Linked DNA regions of Sus scrofa: region 1 is linked to region 2. The links are chromatin contacts, called in public Hi-C maps. All regions are on one chromosome and are shown on one strand. Each heading gives the region's core, a stretch centred on a gene start, on an enhancer-like site or on the middle of the called end of the contact. The rest is flanking DNA. Distances are from core to core; before and after follow the strand shown.

Region 1 (5,554 bases), core at 2,976-5,475, 64 kb after region 2:
AAATCCAACATAATTAAAAGCATAGTGTTTATCTACTAACTAGTTATACAGTAAACTTTAGAGTTAGGATTTTAATGAGGTTTATAGAAGTTACACACATTTTATTCTTGATCAAAAGAAACCCAGCTGTGAGTTTTGTCCTTGATGTTAGAAAGTTTTAGCAGTAGCTAGCTGAGTTGATTTGTATGTTCTCACACTGTCTCCCTGCCAAGGACACTTTGAAGATAGACACTAGTCTGAAAACGAGATTTTTGTGTCTGTAACTTCTTCAGCTTGTGGGAATTGGCTGGCCATGAGATGGTTTGTGCTGAGTCTCCTCTTTTCCATGTGATATGCTGTGCCTGTTTGTCCTTGAATTGTACTCATTAAATTTAGTTAAACTGAAGATTTTAAAACATGACGTACTGCTGCTGTACCATGTGATCAAAAAACAAAGCCTAATAGCTAACCAATGTACTTTTAACACTATGATGTAATCTGTAGTAAAAAACTGTCTACATAATCAACCACTTATGCTAATAAAATTTGAGCAGTCCAGAGCCCTAAAAGAAGGGACAAAGAGGCTGTCTCCATTTCTAACGCCAACGCTGTCCATCTCCTATCAGGATGTATACACCCTGGCTGCTGGACCTGGTTGTTGGAGCTGCCCTCTGGCAGTCCTTAACCTGCTGAGCCACAACAGGAACTCCTTTTCCTGATTCTTAATTCTGGTTACATTTTCATTGGGATGTATAGTTTGTGAATTTTTCTGTACTTATGACATAATTAATAAAAATGGTGAAATATTCTCTAAACATGTAAACATTTTGTGGGATCAAACAAAAGTTTGCCACTTACAGAAAATACCAAACATTTATTCATCATTAGCAAAAGTTTAAAATGCAGAATATTTAATGTTAGAAAGAGTACGGTGAAAAAAAAATTCTCATATCTTTTTGTGGAAATGGAAATCAGTTCCAATTTTCTTTAGAACAATATTGGTATAGAATCAAAAGTCTTAAAAATCATTACATCCTATGATCCCGTAATTTCATTTGTAGATAACTTTTTAATTCCCTTCAATTGACTCAATTTTCTATCATTTAATTTTTACCTCCACTACTTATTTATTTATTTATTTTTAGGGTCACACCCACAGCATATGGAAATTCCCAGGCTAGGTGTTGAATTGGAGCTATAGCTGCTGGCCTACACCACAGCCACAGCAATGCCAGATCCGAGCTGCCTTGTGACCTATGCTGCAGCTCCTGCCAACTCTGGATCCTTATCCCACTGAGTGAGGCCAGGGATTGAATGCACATCCTCATGGATACTTGTCAGGTCTTTAGCCTGCTGAGCCACAACCGGAACTCTTATTTATTTATTTATTTTATTTTATTTTTTTAAACTCACATATTTTTTCTGTATCCATACAATTGGATTTTTTTTAAAACACAGATAAAACATCTATTTACATACCTGTGGAGAATATGAATCTGAGGTTTTCCCTCATTTTAAAAACTATTTCCCTGACATCATGGTTAAGTACATTGAGGAAAATAAGAATAATCTACTTCAAACCAGTTTATGTATAATAGGGTAATGTATCAAGATGATTCAAGGAATCAAAAGAAATTGTCTTGACTTTCCTGAAGAACTAGAGCTAAAGAGTATGAAGCCATTAGGGAATCCTTTTTTTTTTTTTTTCTTTCATTTCTTTTTCTCTATCTTCGAGTTTCTTGGTCTCTCATTTCTATGTTCTTCCTGTGAAGCAGACATTCTTTTCTCTGTCTCTGAAGCCTAGCTTTGCTTTTGACGATTGCAGTCAGAAACTATGTTCAAATGAACCTAGTTCAAATAACAAAACAGAAAGGCTAGTGTTGAATGCAAATTCAAATTCCAGGGAGAAAAACTGAATGGTGTAGGTTAGATCACTTAGCTTCTCTGAGCAGTCAGCTTATGATCAAGGCAAAGTAGCTGTGAGCACAGAACATAAAACCTTGTAGTTTCCTTGAAAGGATGAGATAGATATAAAAAAAATAATTATACTTGTTATGGTTTGAATTATCTACTTATTTATTATCAGAACACTTTGAGCCAGATCCTGGGAGCTTTAGCAAAGGGGTAAAAAGTGAAAGTTAATATTTAATCCTTAACAAATTAGTTCACTACTGAAATTTAACACATGGCTTAGTATGAAAATACGTGAGATGGATCTGGTGAGAAAATGGTGAGAATTGGAATAAGAGCCTCTTATACTAACTGTGGGAGCTTGAAAAATGTCCATATAACTTCTGATCCTTAATTTCCTCTTCTGTAATGTGGGGATTATAAAACTTGCTTAATATGAAAATTTTATTAAACAAGGAAAATTGATAAAGATGTTCAAATTGTTCAGTTACTGTGAAGTTCTTTACAGACCTTTGTCTCTATATTTCTCATACCATATTCCTATAAAGGATGGGGTGGAGGGAGGGCTAAGATAGGGGTTGGGATTAAGAGAAACAAACTGCTATGTATAAAATAAGTAAGCAGCAAGGATACACTGTACAGCAGAGGGAAATAGTCATTCTTTTGTAATAACTATGTTGTACACCTGAAATTACTAGACCATTGTAAATCAACTATATTTCAATTAAAAAAAAAAGAAAAAAAAAACAAAACAAACTACTGACAAGAAGATACCTGGAGTAGGAATAAGGAGGCTCCTGAGAAGGAGGAATTTGAAATCATAAGCAAAGTGAGGTCCATGGTCACCAGCAGTAGTTGCCAGTTTCATACAACAGACACCTGTGCTTCTTGCTCAGGTAGAATGAGAGACGCCTTTGTATTGGTCTGCAGATCTGAAGAGGACAGAATATAGAAGAGCATCCCTCCACTAATAGGCATATCCTAAGTTTCTTCTGGGTGGTATTACCTTTTGGGAAGGAGAAACAGGAAGTAAAATCTGTTCAGAGGGGAAAATAGGCCTGATGGAGTTAAAATCATCTTAATTAAATTCAATTCAAGAAGATGTTTGACATTGGAGGAGATATGAATAAGATGAATTACTGTAGGGAGTTCCCGTTGTGGCTCAGTGGTTAAGGAACTCTGCTAGTATCCATGCAGACGCTAGTATCCATCAATCCCTGGTCTCACTCAGTGGATTAAGGATCCAGCGTTACCTTGAGCTGTGGTGTAGGTCACAGACGCAGCTCAGATGTGGCATTGCTGTGGCTGTGGTGTAGGCCGGCAGCAACGGCTCCAATTCGAGCCCTAGCCTGGGAACCTACATATGCCATATACCCTCAAAATAAAAAACAAAACAAAAAGATGAATTGCTGTAGAAAAAAAAAATTTTTTTTAACACGTGGATGAGTCATGGAGTGTAATCCATTTACTCAACTGTAGGAGAATTAATGAGATCATACAACTAAGACTTGTTTTGCTTTAAATCAGTGATTCAAAGGCAGCTTCTAGGGAGCAAGTCCCTTAGCTGATGAATAGGCATAGAGTATATTCTATTAAATATCCTTGTGCATATAGAAGTCACGCGGGTCCTACAGTTATGCTTCAAGAATGTTAAGTGTGAACTATCAAAAAAAAAAAAAAAAAAAGGCAGCAGTGCTTGTGTTAGAGTGAGTGAGATGAGTTTCTTTCCTTTTTGTTGTTCATGTGGTTTATGATAAAAAGTAAATAAAAACAAGTACATGCTCAAGCTTATCGAGTACATGGCTGAGAATGAGAAAAACAAAATTTGTGTAGATTTTATTCTAAATCATCGTATGATACAAATGTCATTGCCATTTCATAAGAAACCTTTTGTTCTTATTAGAATCCCTTTTGCTAAGTGAGCACAGGGTGTACTCCCGAGACTGTTTTTTCCAATAAATATATAAATGATATTAAATGTAAATATATCTTTTGACCATGAGAAGGACCCTCTCACTCTCCATCAACCAAATCAGGGAAATTATCTTGAAAATTCTGAGTTCACAATTGCCATCTAGTGGTTAAATAATCTACTTAAAATTTTTTTAAATTGAAGTATAGTTAATTTACAGCTTAGCAATTCAGCATTTTTGCAAATTGTATTTTATTGGTTTTTTTTAGTTGTGAGTACAATTGGGCAACAGGCTGTCTCCAGGGACAAAAGGGCAAAATATCAAAACCAAATAAACAAGAAAGAGTGAAACTTATGTCACGTCTTCAGAATTTACTTTCCTCCCACAAAATGCCTGTCCCTGTTTACTCTTTGGTTTCATCAGCTATTTGTGCATTTTTATTTAACTTGTCCAGAATTTATACAGGCTTGAAAGATGGGTTGAAGAGGGTTATGCCACCATCCTGAAACCAGACCTTGAGTAACAGGATTTTGATTCTAAGATTTTATGGAGTTTGGGGCAACCACGATGGGTGTTAATCTCCTCTATGCTGGATTGATCTCAGACAATGTCCTGACCTCTCTCAGGTAGAATCAGGCACCTGTAGTGGCTCCTTGGAAGCTGGCTTGTCTAAGGTTCCCTTCTTAACTTTTCCTGCTGCCCTGCTTTTTCTGGGTAACAATAGCACTGCACTTAAACCTTAACTCTGTCCTTATTTAGAAAAAATTCCAGAGGGAGAAATTTCTTATTTTCAATTTCTCAATAACCATCATTGAAATGAGAGAATCAACATCTTGGTGGCATGATTAGTTTTTTTCCCCTCCCATTGATTTATAACTAAATGGACATCCATAGCCAAACAAAATGGCTTTGCCTAGCACACCAGGGATCCATCCATCTGTGAATGGATGCAGAAGGACTGAACCTTGGAAGACTCCAGGATTGCCAATGGAGTCAAGGTGGTAGTGTTGGCAGCAGAGACAATTGGTGGACTCTCTAGCAGAAGTGTGGGAAAGTGGAAGTTTTCAGTGAAAGTCTGTCAGGCTGCTGAGGTACAGCAGGAGGATCTGCTGTTCTTCAGCACGGTATAGATGTCTGTGAAGGGACTTCCATGACTGAGGGGAAGGAAAGAAAATGGAAGAAGGCAGACAAGAGATTGGAATGAATATGTTTCCTACTCTCTGCCATGGGATTTCAACAAGTGGTCCGCCCAAAAACCTCAGATCCTCCCCAGCTTGAGGATACCCCTACTGGCTTGTGGACATACCCCAAACTCCATGTGCTAAGCCTACACTTTTCCTTCACTCTCTATCAGTTTTTTTAAAATGCCTGGATTTTTAGGCGTAGTTCCAACTTTAACAGCAAATTAAGCCTGGTAAGAGAAACCAAAATTTGTGCTATAGTTCAACACAAATTTTATTATAACAATTTTTTTTTTCTGCAAATCTATTGAACTGTTAGAGTCAAAGAATACAAAATTTTCCCTAAGTATAAAAGGTTGTTTGGGGAGTTCCCATTCATAACTCAGTGGTTAACGTATCTGATTAGCATCCATGAGGAGGCAGGTTCCATCCCTGGCCTTGCTAAGTTGGTTAAGGATCTGGTGTTGCCATGAACTGTGGTGTAGGTCACAGACATGGCTTAGATCCTGTGTTACTGTGGCTGTGGTGTAGTCTAGCAGCTACCGCTCTGATTTGACCCCTATCCTGGGA
Region 2 (5,480 bases), core at 438-2,937:
GTGTAACTAAGGAGTTGCTTTTTTAGACCTTAAACCAGAGAGAAGTACAATTTTATTTTCTACTTGCTCTTATAATAAACATAAGGAATTATGCCTGTTAGGTTAAACTAATATTTCATTACTACAACTAAAATCAGTTATGGTAACTCTATCACAAATTCCACATTTTCATTTTTCTCAGAATGATGGTCATAGTAGGAAAAAAACCTTCAAAGGTATATTTTATTTTTTATTGAAGTATAGTTGATTTAATGTTGTGTTAGTTTCTAGAGCACAGCAGAGTGATTCAGTTGTGTGTGTATATATGCAGAGAGAGAGAGAGAGAGTTCTAGTTGAAGGTATATTTTATTTTGTCTTTTTGTCTTTTTTTGAGGGCCGCACCTGCAGCATATGGAGGTTCCCAGGCTAGGGGTCGAATCAGAGCTGTAGCCACCAGCCTATGCCATAGCCACAGAAATGCCAGATTAGAGCCTTGTCTGGGACCTACACCACAGCTCATGGCAACACCAGATCCTTAACCCACTGAGCAAGGCCAGGGATCAAACCCGCAACCTTATGGTTCCTAGTCGGATTCATTTCCACTGCGCCACAAGAGGAACTGCCTATTCAAAGGTATATTTTAAAGAAGCAATTATTTTTGGAAAAAGCACTGGAATAAGGTCAGGAGAAATCACTTCTAAGCTGGCTTTTCTTACTATGTGTTTTGGTGACGCCACCTAAGTCTCAGTTACATCATCAGTAAAATGGGGCTAATGAGAGATGCCTTTTTTTACTTCCCAAGCCTCTTGTAGTGGAAAAATAGATAATAGGTGGTAATTACTTTGCACTTTTCTGAAAAGGACTGTATTACTCATGTTTTTAAATGTCACCTGTTGCTGCATATCATATGCTATAATGCTGCTGACAATTTTTATAAATTTTGTCTTATTTAAAACTTATAGTTGGGGGAGTTCCCGTCGTGGTGCAGTGGTTAGCGAATCCGACTAGGAACCATGAGGTTGCGGGTTCGGTCCCTGCACTTGCTCAGTGGGTTAACGATCTGGCGTTGCCGTGAGCTGTGGTGTAGGTCGCAGACGTGGCTCAGATCCCGCGTTGCTGTGGCTCTGGCGTAGGCCGGTGGCTACAGCTCCGATTCGACCCCTAGCCTGGGAACCTCCATGTGCCATGGGAGCGGCCCAAGAAATAGCAAAAAGACAAAAAAAAAAAACAAAAAACCTATAGTTGGGGAGTTCCCACTGTGGCTCAGTGGAAACAAACCTGACTAGTATCCATGAGGATGACAGTTTGATCCCTGGCCCCACTCAGTAGGTTCAGGATCCAGTGTTGCCGGGAGCTGAGGTTTAGGTCACAGATGTCACTTGGATCTGCTGTTGCTATGGCTGTTGTGTAGGACAGCAGCTGCAGCTCCAATTTGACCCCTGGCCTGGGAACTTCCATATGCCGCACTTGCGGCCTTGAAAGACAAAATGAAACAAAACAAAAAAGACAAAATAAAATTTATAGTTGTACTTATGAGGCAATAACCACAAAAAGTAAACTTGCATATAAAATCACATTTTAAAATGCATACAGTTTAACATTGCAGGAAGTTAACTTCAGAATCATCCTATCTCTTTTTTATATAAAAGTAAGACTGACTAAAGACTTTTTGGATCCATAGCCTTTGTCATGAGATTTCTTTTCTAACCACTAGATGGTGCAACTTAAGGTTAAAGCAGGTCAAAGGAACTTGCCAGAAGCCTAGTGACAGAGTGACCATTTGCCCTGTGGAAAAGGCAAACGAGAGAGGGGCATGTCATTAATACCCGAAGTCACATACTTGTCTCCTCCCAGAGGCAGAGGAGTTTAGAGTAAGACCTGAAGTCAACAGATCTGTTCCTACCAGCAGTCTTTCACCAGTCAGCTCGTAAAAGAACCACTTCACTAATACAGGCATAGATTTCTTCACCTCGACAATTGCCTTCAAATGCATCCTCTTTCTCTCTTTCCTTCTCTGGAACCAGGAGAGCAATCATGACTGCTATGGAAACCGTATGTAGGTATACAGTAGGTACTCGGGAAGGGTGACAATGATGTTGTGTCAAAGTGCATGGTCTGAGAGAGCAGCCAAGCAAAAGCCACACCATTAGGTTCTGTTCCTTATTCTGCTATGCTCCATGGGCAGCATGGGACTATGCAGACTTCCTCTGACCTTGCCCCACTTTCCTCTAACACCAGCTCTGGAACTTTTTATACTTGCCTACTCCTCCAAGAGTTTACAGGGATTAATGAGATAATGCTATTGAAGGCCAGACCTTTTAATGGAAGCTAATAATTATAAGCAAAGCATCAGGGAGTGAGTGTATAACTAAGTCTCACCCTGTCTCTGTGTTTAAAATGCTCTAGAATTGGATGTTGCCATTCCCATACGTAAAGGATATTGTCAATGTTCCTGGAGAAGTGAAAATGATTAAGAGAGAGGAAATCAGGCCTTTGAAGGAAAGTAAAGCCAGGGGACAGCACCCTGCACAGGAGAAGGGTGAGGGTGACAGAATATTCTCTTCATGAATAAGCAGGAATCTTGTATAGGCGTGGAAGTGGATCTTTTTCTGGTTCACTGAGGACAGGACAAGAGAGAAGAATTTATACGACATCAGAAAGGTCAAAAAGACATGAAAAATTTAGAGAGGAGATATTTGGAAAGTGGGTGTTGTATATGTTCTTAGTTTTATATTAAACAGATCTGTTTCTTTTAAGCTTATTTTTTTTTTTTAAATATGAAATTCCCAGGCTAGGGATCAAATCAGAGCTACAGTTGCCGGCCTAAGCCACAGCCACAGCAACGTGGGATCTGAGCTGCATCTGCAACCCACACCACAGCTGACAGCAATGCCATATTCATGACCCACTGAGCGAGACAAGGGATTGAACCTGAATCCTCATGGATCCTAGTTAGGTTCATTTCCGCTGAACCATAATGGGAACTCTTAAGCTTTTTTTTTTTTTTTTAAATTGTGGTGGGAACACTTAGCATGAAACCTACCCTTTTAACAAATTTTTAAGTGTACAATACATTATAGTTAGCTTGTACAATGTTGTACAATAGACTTCTAGAACTCATTCATCTTGCTTAACTGAAATTTTATACCTGTTGATTAGTAACTCTGGAGATCAAAGCATGGATGCTCCCCTCCCCCAACCACTGGCAACCATCATTCTACTCTTTGAATCTATAAATTGAACTACTTTGGGTACCTCATATAAAGGAAATTATGCTGTATTCATCATTCTGTAACTGTATTACAGAATTTTTTTTTTTTTACCTTTTAGGGCCACACTTGTGGCATATGGAGGTTCCCATGCTAGGGGTCATAGCTGTCGGCCTACACCACAGCCACAGCAAGGCCAGATCCAAGCTACGTCTGCAACCTACACCACAGCTCATGGCAATGCTGGATCCTTAACCCACTGAGCAAGGCCAGGAGTCAAACCTGTGTCCTCATGCATACTAGTCAGGTTTGGTAACTCCTGAGCCATGAAGGGAACTCCGGGAATTTCTTTCTTTTTAAAAGACTAGATAATATGCTATTTATGTATTGACTACAATTTCTTGATCCATTCCTCCGTTGATCAATTTTTAGGTTGTTTCCACATCTTGAATAGTGTTGCAGTTGAATACAGGAGTGCTAATATCTTTTCAAGATCCTAATTTCAGTTCTTTTGAATAAATATCCAGAAGAGGAATTAGGTCATATGGTAATTATATTCTTAATGTTTTGAGAAACTTCCTTACTGTTTACCATAGTGGAAGCAACATTTTGTATTCCCATCAACAGTGTGCAAGGGTTCCAATTTCTCCACATCCTTAGCAACAGGTGAAAAAAAAAGTGGGGGGTCATTTTGACAAGCGTGAGCTGATATCTTTTTCTTTTTAATGGCTGTACTTGTGGCGTATGGGCTAGGGGTCAAATCGGAGCTGCAGCTGCCAGCCTATGCCACAGCCACAGTAACACTGATTCATCGCATTTGCAACCTACACCACAGCTCCCCACAATGCCAGATCCTTTAACTCACTCTTCGAGGCCAGTGATCAAACCTGTATCTTCATGGATACTAGTCAGGTTCTTAACCTGCTGAGCCACAATGGGAACTCCTGAGCTGATATCTTACTGTGGTTTTGATTTGTATTTCCCTGATGATTAGTGACTGTGAGCATTTTTTCATATCCCAGTTGGCCATTTGTATGTTTTCTTCGGAGAAATATTCTTAGTCTCCTTCTTAATTAGATTATTAGTTTAACTAGCGTTATAGGAATTCCTTATGCATTTTGGAAATCAGTCCCCTCTCAGATAAATGATTTGCACGTATTTTCTACTATTCTGCAGGTTGCCTTTTTCACTCTATTGATTGTTCATTGTGCAGAACCTTTTTAGTTTGCCGGAATCTCACTTGCTGATTTTGTTTTTGTTGCCTGTGCTGCTGATGTCATATCCATGAATTCATTATCAAGACCGATGTCACGAAACTTTTTCCTCTAGTTCATTCCAGGAGATTTATAGTTTCAGGTCTTATGTTTTTTAATCCACTTTGAGTTGGTTTTTGTGTATTGTGTGAGATAAGGGGTCAAGGTCATTCTTTTGCATGTTTTCCTAGCACCATTTGTTGACGAAATTATTCTTTCCCCATTGCCATACTCAGTGGTGAAAAACTGAAAGCTTTTCCTCTAAGATCAGTAACATGATGCCTGCTCTTACTACTCCTATTCAACAATGTACAGGAAATCCCAGTAAGAGCATTTAGGCGAGGAAAAGAAAGAAATACATCCAAATTGGAAAGGAAGAAATAAAATTATCTCTTTTTGGAGATGATATGATCTTTTATATGAAAACCACTAAAAACTACACAAAATAACCATTAGAGCTAATAAATAATTTCAGTAAATCTGCAGAATACAAAATCGGCATACAAAAATCAGTATTGTTTCTATTCACTAACAATGAACTATCACCCCTCAAAAATAAAAAAGAAGAGTTCTCCAGTGGGGCAGCAGGTTAAAAATCTGGCATTGTCACTGCTGTAGTTTGGGTTGCTGCTGTGGTGCAGGATTAATCCCCTGGCCCAGGAACTTGTGCATGCCATGGGCATGGCAAAACCAACCAAATAAATAAATAAATACATAAATAAACAAATAAATAAAAGAAAAATTCCATTTACAATAGCACAAAAAAAAAAAGATGAAATCCCTAGGAATAAACCTAATGAGGCAAAAGACTTCTGTACTGTAAATTATAAAATACTGACGAAAAAAATTAAATAAGGCACAAAACTCACTCTTCTCATATTCATGGACTGGAAGACTTCCTATGGTTAAAATGTCTACCAAATAATACAATCATGCAATGCAATCCTCACCAAATTCAAATGGCACTTTTTTATAGCAATGGATCACAAACATCTACATTATGTATTTCAAATATTTGCTTTCCACTAACAGCTAGGTT

What was found. Hi-C and Micro-C count contacts between places; a contact is called where the count stands out from the background.
Region 1: a contact with region 2 is called in a Hi-C map of liver, with 2.5 times the contacts expected there. The contact joins two enhancer-like sites. A contact is called at or near these places in 9 of 47 Hi-C or Micro-C datasets (embryonic fibroblasts, fetal heart ventricle, heart right ventricle and 3 more).

What each region holds. Positions count from the first base shown.
Region 1 is chr1:82,191,821-82,197,374 of Sscrofa11.1, forward strand. It overlaps LOC102162764 (a long non-coding RNA gene), which reads left to right and starts at 1,469. Exons shown (of 5, transcript XR_300842.3): 1 at 1,469-2,209. Within about 2 kb of position 4,226, at least 1 of the 83 cell types and tissues checked has an H3K27ac peak or open chromatin away from gene starts, as enhancers often do. A contact at or near this core is called in liver, where this site is marked.
Region 2 is chr1:82,130,009-82,135,488 of Sscrofa11.1, forward strand. All of the region lies in intron 3 of TRAPPC3L (trafficking protein particle complex subunit 3-like protein), which reads right to left. The region is part of intron 1 of FAM26D (protein FAM26D); the gene reads left to right. Among named protein-coding and RNA genes, the nearest start is that of TRAPPC3L, 13 kb to the right of the region's middle. Within about 2 kb of position 1,688, at least 8 of the 83 cell types and tissues checked have an H3K27ac peak or open chromatin away from gene starts, as enhancers often do. A contact at or near this core is called in liver, where this site is marked.